Regions from separate parts of the Mus musculus genome. Here region 2 is linked to region 1. The links are chromatin contacts, called in public promoter capture Hi-C maps. All regions are on one chromosome and are shown on one strand. Each heading gives the region's core, a stretch centred on a gene start, on an enhancer-like site or on the middle of the called end of the contact. The rest is flanking DNA. Distances are from core to core; before and after follow the strand shown.

Region 1 (3,269 bases), core at 556-3,055:
CTGTTGTTCTACTATGGCCAAGTCAGAAGGACAGTCTGGGGTGCCCAGGAGGGAGGCAGACCCTGGTACACCCTAGCTGCAACCAGCTCTATGCTGGTTCATGGTGAAGAACTGCAGTACATGGAAAGGGGAAAAACACAGGCTGATGGGGCTGGATGGGTCAAGCCAGCCACCCACCACAGTTAGAGAGTGGGCATCAGGGAAGAGTCAGGCCAGAGCCCACTCACACTGTTGGATGACAAAGGCTGTCAAGTGTCTGATGCCTCTTTCTGTCCTGAGAGTAGGAAGAGCTGCCCCTACCCTGGTGGACTACATAGGAGATGCCAGGCCCTTGCAGATCAAAGGCCTGGGGTCACTCAGACTCCAGAGAGAGGCCCAAGGTGTCCCTGTGACTGAGTGAGAAACTGTAAAGGGCTAAGGCAGCAGGGGGAGCCACTGCCCTGCCTTTGCACAAGACTCCCTGGAAGCTTCCAGAACAAAGACAGAGCCTGGAATGGACTCCCTCTTAGAAGCGAGGCTACAGCTGTGTCTATCCTTTAATTCCAAGCCTCGGCTTCCCTTCTGTACAGGTGACTGAAAGCATTTATGCAGCCATAGTAAGGGTCAGGTCAGGTGACCAGGGAGGATGATGTGACCCAGAGGGAAAAAGTTGGACTCGAGACCTCGGACAAAGCGAATGTGAGTGAAACCTGTAACTCACTGTCATTTTCCAGCCTCACTCTGAGGCCCCCACACTCACCCCAGGGGTAGGAGGGCACAGGGAACCTACTCAAACATGTGGAACAGCTTGCCATGACATACACGGTAGAGCAAAACCTTGTTTGCATCATTTCCCCATCTGCATTGGAGAAGTCCGGAGGGAGACCTGGCCTGCACTTCTGTTAAGAGAAAGTAATGCTTTCCCCCTCCTCACACACAACACCACAACATCACTACCCCCCCCCCAATACACCACACACACATACACTACCACCTCTACTAGGTGAGTGCTCACACCTGGAACCCCACTTCCTTTTTTCCCAAACAACTCAGTCTGATGAGGCCACTCTGCTTCCTGGCTACTGGGCTTTTCCCAGACCTGGAACCAGACTGCTCCCCAGGCCTTCCTCCTCTGCCCTCCACCAACATCCATCCAAGGTATGTGTGGCTTTATCAACTCATGGAAGCAGAGGTGTCACCATACCACACCACACCACACACCCTCCAGTGTGCTACCTGTTTCCAGTGCTGTTGAGAAACTGCAGAAGGTAACAGCTTCCTGCCAAGCTACTCTACTATGCTTTCTTTCCCTCCAGAGTTGCACACCAGGTTCTCCAGCCCCTGGAACAACGGATTCATTCAGTCTAGGGCCACCTCCCAGGGAGGCTCTGTTGGGTCCTCTGACTCCTGAAGCTCCAGCCACTAGCAACTTGACCTCCTGTACCCTGCTACCTGTCCTGGGTCTGAAGTAGCTTGGTGATTGCATGAGGAGGCACCAAAGTGTTGGGGAAAGTTGAGCAGGTGCTTTCTGTTCCTGCACTGCCTGGTGTCCTGGTACTGCCTGGTGTCCTGGCACTTCCAACGACTCTGAGGTAGGAGGTGCTCAGTAATCCTTGTAGAAGAAACAGAAGGACAACAGGCAGCAACCAGAGTTCTAGATCTGAGAGAGCCCAGAATAGATCCAAGGCAGATGGCCCCCCTCCAGCTGAAGATGGGAGGAAGGGAGCACCTGGCTGCTTTCTAAGTATCCGCTCCAATGTTGCCCGGTGGAGTGATGCAGAGCAGGAGGGGTCTAGGTTTGGGGCCTTGCTGAGCTTGGCTGCTCAAGTAGAGTAGGGGTTCCTCTGTGAAGGAGAGCTAGGGACAGAATTTGGACTTGTTCATGTCTCTGGGGTTGCGGTCAGGTCCCTGGCTAGGACTGGAGTATTCCGAAGCAGCTCCCCTTTCCCAGACCCTCATTCTGGGCCGGCAGACCTGTCACCCAAAGTGCACACCAGGCAAGCGGGGAGCAGGAGGCTCCGGGTGGGTCCCCACCAGCCGGGGCGGGGTCCCGTGGGGCAGGGGCGGGGCTGGCGGCGGGCAGGGCCGCCCCTTCCAGCGAGGGCAGACTGTCTTGGCCTTTAAGCGCCTGCTGAAGCTCGGCTGAGAGAGGCCCGGGTCAGTCCCCACACCATGCCCTGTTTGCGCTCCGGGCCAGAGTGCGCCTGAGCGGTTCGGGCCTCGGTATCCCCGCGGGTCTTGCGCCGCCGCCTCTCCGCGATGCAGGCGCGCGCGCTGCTCCCCGCCACGCTGGCCATTCTGGCCACGCTGGCTGTGTTGGCTCTGGCCCGGGAGCCCCCAGCGGCTCCGTGTCCTGCGCGCTGCGACGTGTCGCGCTGTCCGAGCCCTCGCTGCCCTGGGGGCTATGTGCCTGACCTCTGCAACTGCTGCCTGGTGTGCGCTGCCAGCGAGGGCGAGCCCTGCGGCCGCCCCCTGGACTCTCCGTGCGGGGACAGTCTGGAGTGCGTGCGCGGCGTGTGCCGCTGCCGTTGGACCCACACTGTGTGTGGCACAGACGGGCATACTTATGCCGACGTGTGCGCGCTGCAGGCCGCCAGCCGTCGTGCGTTGCAGGTCTCCGGGACTCCAGTGCGCCAGCTGCAGAAGGGTGCCTGTCCCTCTGGTAAGCTCCACCAGGAATCAAAAAAGCCTTACTCTGAGGAAACTGAGGTCCAGGGGAATCTGTCCACTTCCACTAGGCAGCCTTTTAAGAATAGTTCACACAACCCTCTGGCTTTCTAGATGGGGAAACTGAGGTCCCCAAGAGATAAATGCTGTCCCCAAAGTCACAAAAAGTTAGACTTAAACTCTAGTGTGGCAGCCTGGTAGCGTCTGGTGGGCTGTGAGGCTCTGACCCAGCCACACTCCTGTTTCTTAGAGTCCTCCAGTGACTTACAAGGGAACGAGCGTCAAGCAATCTTTTCCTGGTCTCTGTCTTCAATTCCTGCTCTGTTTTCTTCTGTCAGGCTGTGCTGGGTGCTGGTTCTGTGTGCCTGTCTTGGGCCTGGCTGTCTGAGAGGCAGAGGGTTTTCAGGGTGGCCAGGCACCTGCATTACTCTGCTCCCTTCATGGTTGTGTTTGGTGTACTCTTCTCTGCTCTCCCATGTGACAGATACTATTAACATCAGGTTCTGGGCAGAAACCAGTAAGAATGGAATTGTTCTTTACAGATTGAGCCATTTGTAAGAAAAAAATCTTTTCTGGCCTGACTGTCCCTAACTGGAAACAGTGTATCAGTGCATGGCATAAAG
Region 2 (3,806 bases), core at 237-2,736, 1.1 Mb before region 1:
CTAACAAAACTCCAACCACCCAGTCTTTTGCAGGATGCGTGTGGGTACCTGCCTGTGTATGAGTATGTCAATAGTAAACAGCCAACACTTTTCCTAACTGTTCCCTATTGGGGATCTGGTTTACGTCTCCTGACAATGGGGTCCAGGCCATTTGGACAAAATACCCACTACAAATCCCATCAAGACAAGGGCATCTCTACTTTATGCCTGTCTTCACTTGACAATGTTGAAGAATAAGGCCCTAAGTTTCCCAAGGACCTGCCAGACTGCATGGGTCTCAGAGACGCCACCTTGGATGTTTCTATGAATATTAAGAATTTATTCCTACCTTGTTTTTGTGTTTGTTTGTTTGTTTTTCTGGTAGCATTGTGATGGAATCCATGCTTGGGTGAGAGTACTTCTTTTGTGAGGAGGCTGAGATGACCACTCGTTAGGTTGACTTTTGTGTTCCACTGTTCTTGCTTTTGCTTACAGTTTATTTTGCTATCGCTGGTAAGGGAAAAGAGGCAGGCTGGAGCCTCACATGGGTGCTGGTGGGTACTACACAGTGGATAGATGTGGGAACAAGTCTAAGAGAGCTGTGAACTTACTGTGAACTACGGATAGGCCATTGTGTGGGATGTTCTTCCCACAAGGTGGCCTTCTAGAAAGAATTACATAAACTGTGATAAGAGGATACGCAAGGACGTGCAGGAAATGCCCTGGCATGTCCCCGTTATCTCTGTGGGAAAGACAAATAGGAGGGATATTCTTGGCTCTTTTCACAAGACCAAAGATGATAACACCAGGTATATTTTCTGTACTTGTATTTGCTAAAACTAATCATAAATGTCACCTCATATTTTGCTTCCTTTAATAATAAAAATGAGAAGTTCTTTGTATTATTCTTGAGCTCAAACACCTGGAGTCCCCCAGTTCCTAGACAGGGCTTTGGAATATCCTTCCATCTACGGAGATTTAGCCTTGGCTGGCTACAGGGCAGGTGGAGCAACAGAGGTAACCTGCTGTGACGGTATGGACAGCCTCAGCTCTGCTTCAATGTATTTCTCTGACACTATCATTTGTCAATTTACCACCAATCTACCTATCATTCCATTATCTATTGATCTGTCTGTCTGTCTGAGACAGAGCCTCACTACAGGACCCTTGGTGGCGTGAAACTGGCCAGGCTGGCCTTGAATTTAAGAGATTTGTCTGCCTCTGACTCCTGAGTGTTGCTACCAAAGGCCTGTGCCACTGGTCTAATCTATTTGTCATCTATTATCTATCTGCCATCTACCCATCTTTCTATCTATCCTCTAATCGTCTGTCACCCTCTTTGGATTACTAACTTGTGCAAACTCTGCTGGCACACACTACGAACGCACCGACAAGCCAGCCAGAAGCACTGCGGGCTCTCTGGGCATGTGGATAGTAGGCTTGGCTACTTGTTAGGGGCGTGACGTCTTTAGGAGGCGCCGGAAGCAGGCATCTCAGACCGTAACGCAATCGCTCAGCACCGGAAGCGGCCGAGCGGGCCATGGAGGAAGGACCCGCCGTCGGAACCCTGTCTCGAGAGGTCTCTACCGAGGAGGCCGAGCCGTTGGGCGCCGCGTGGAGCGGGGACAGCGGCCACGTCTCGCAGAGCCACAGCAGCGCGTCCGGGCCGTGGGACGATGACGGCCCCGAGGACGCGCCGGGCCGCGACCTGCCGCTGCTGCGCCGCGCCGCCTCGGGCTACGCCTCCAGCCTGCTGCCCAGCGCGGGACCGAGGCCAGAGGTGGAGGCGCTGGACGCCAGCCTGGAGGAGCTGCTGGCCAAGGTGGACGAGTTCGTGGGCATGCTGGACATGATCCGCGGGGACTCGTCGCATGTGGTGGGCGAGGGCGTGCCCCGGATCCACGCTAAGGCGGCCGAGATGAGGCGCATCTACGGCCGGATCGACAAGCTGGAGGCCTTCGTGCGGATGATCGGGAGCAGCGTGGCCAGGATGGAGGAGCAGGTCGCCAAGGCCGAAGCCGAGCTGGGGACCTTCCCGCGGGCCTTCCGGAGGCTGCTGCATACCATCAGCGTCCCCGCTCTCTTCAGGTCGGCGCCCAGCGGGCCCCAGCGCGCGGCGTACGAGCCGCCAGTCCTGTTTCGGACCGAGGACCACTTCCCTGGCTGCGGTGACAGACCGCAGCTCTGAGCGTGTGCGCCTCCACCGCATGAGGACTCCAGCGAGACTCTTGTCCCAAGTGTTAAGAAATCCTGTGAACTGGCGTATGTGATGCCGGGATGTGAAAGGTTAAAGTTTATTTTCTGCAAACGACTTGACATCGTCAGTATTCGATGCCAAGAGTGTAGGTCTCTATGTCTTCCAGTTCGGATTCGAAAGCTCTTTGGTGGGGACCTGGGGAAGCCAACTGAATTAATTTATCGGTGCAATACGGCAGAGCTGTTATTTTTATGGCCTTTATTACAGTGAACAGTGTTTCCTTGTTAAGATTTATATATTTATATGATCAAAAGTGCCCAAGAAATTAAAGCTGTATTATTAAATCCTAACAGTGGTTCAGTTTTCTGTAGCCTTCTGGGATAGATAGTAAATTGTTTTGTATTATATTCAATTTTCTATGGTGTAGACTGTAAGCCAAAGGAAAGAAGACAGTTTCTTAAGATAGCAAACTGGGCGTTTTGTTGCAGGGAGTCCTGAAGTTGTATTTGACAGTTTGACTGGAAGCTTAGTTTATCAAAGCAAGAATATTAATGTATGGTTGTCAGTGTTCTATTTATAGCACATCAATTAAAATGTTAAATTTCTTTGGCAGAGATTTCCTTCTGGAGATTATTTACCATAGTTTGTTTGGAAATGAGCCTGTCGTTCATGTTTTTAGTAGTGGGGTAAGAAAAGGCAACTTCCTTCTTTGGAAGGTTTGTGTGAAGAGCCAACCTCGCTGCTCTTCTCACAGTTCTGCGGTTCTTCCCCCGAGTCTCGTTGAGCAGAAGGGTTTTGTTCTTTCACTTTGGGGCACACGGGTCCCTTACCAACAAACTACTATTTCCTAAGTTGGTTCTCCCAGGTAGTACTCAGCTGAGTCTCTTGCTGTCTGTCAGGGTAAAGTCGGTAATGGAACCAGATGTGATAGCACACATTTGCAATCCCAGCACTCAGGAGTCGGAGGCAGGAAGATCAGAGTAGCAGGATAACCTGGGCTGTAGAGTAAGCTCCAGGTCAGCCTGGGTAGTTAAGAAGACCATATATCAGTAAATAGATGACTTAGCCAGGTATGGTGGTGCACGCCTTTAATCCCAGTACACAGAAGGCAAAGGCAGGTGGATCTCTTAGTTTGAGGCCAGACTGGTCTACATAGTGAGTTCTAGGAGAGCCAGGGTTACAACCCTCAGTAAATAAATGTGATAGTATTATCTCCTTTTGCTTTTCATGGGCCTTCTGTGTTGTATGGTGACATATTTTTTTTCATTTGATTTGTAGTTCACATCAAGAAACAGGTTTAAAAGCTGAGGGGACAAGTGACCTACATTTACTGTTCAGAATCTAGTGGGTGCTACTAGAAATTATTAATATATTTTTATGACAGTCAATGAATGTGAAAATAGAGTTCCAGGACAGCCTGTGCTAAAGAGTAGCACCCTGTCTCAAAAAACACCAAAAAAAAGATTGCTTTCGTAAGGTTTTAGAGAGATGGCTCAGCAGTTAAGAGCATGGTCTGTTCCCACTTGGTTTTGAAGACAGGGTTTTTCTGTGTAGTCCCAGCTGTCCTCTTGGACCAGGCTAGGCTCCAACTCAGAGACCTTCCTGTGTCTGTCTCCCAAGTGCTGGAGTT

What was found. Promoter capture Hi-C pulls out the DNA fragments that hold promoters and counts their contacts.
Region 2: a contact with region 1 is called in a promoter capture Hi-C map of liver, with 2.9 times the contacts expected there. The contact joins the promoter of Bloc1s4 here to the promoter of Htra3 in region 1. A contact is called at or near these places in 3 of 39 promoter capture datasets (the C10 cell line, liver and pre-B cells).

Annotation. Positions count from the first base shown.
Region 1 is chr5:35,678,316-35,681,584 of GRCm38.p6, reverse strand. It overlaps Htra3 (HtrA serine peptidase 3), which reads left to right and starts at 1,805. Exons shown (of 9, transcript NM_030127.3): 1 at 1,805-2,641. The coding sequence starts at 2,239.
Region 2 is chr5:36,746,359-36,750,164 of GRCm38.p6, reverse strand. Bloc1s4 (biogenesis of lysosomal organelles complex-1, subunit 4, cappuccino) reads left to right here and starts at 1,486. Exons shown (of 1, transcript NM_133724.3): 1 at 1,486-2,791. The coding sequence starts at 1,520. The coding sequence ends at 2,167.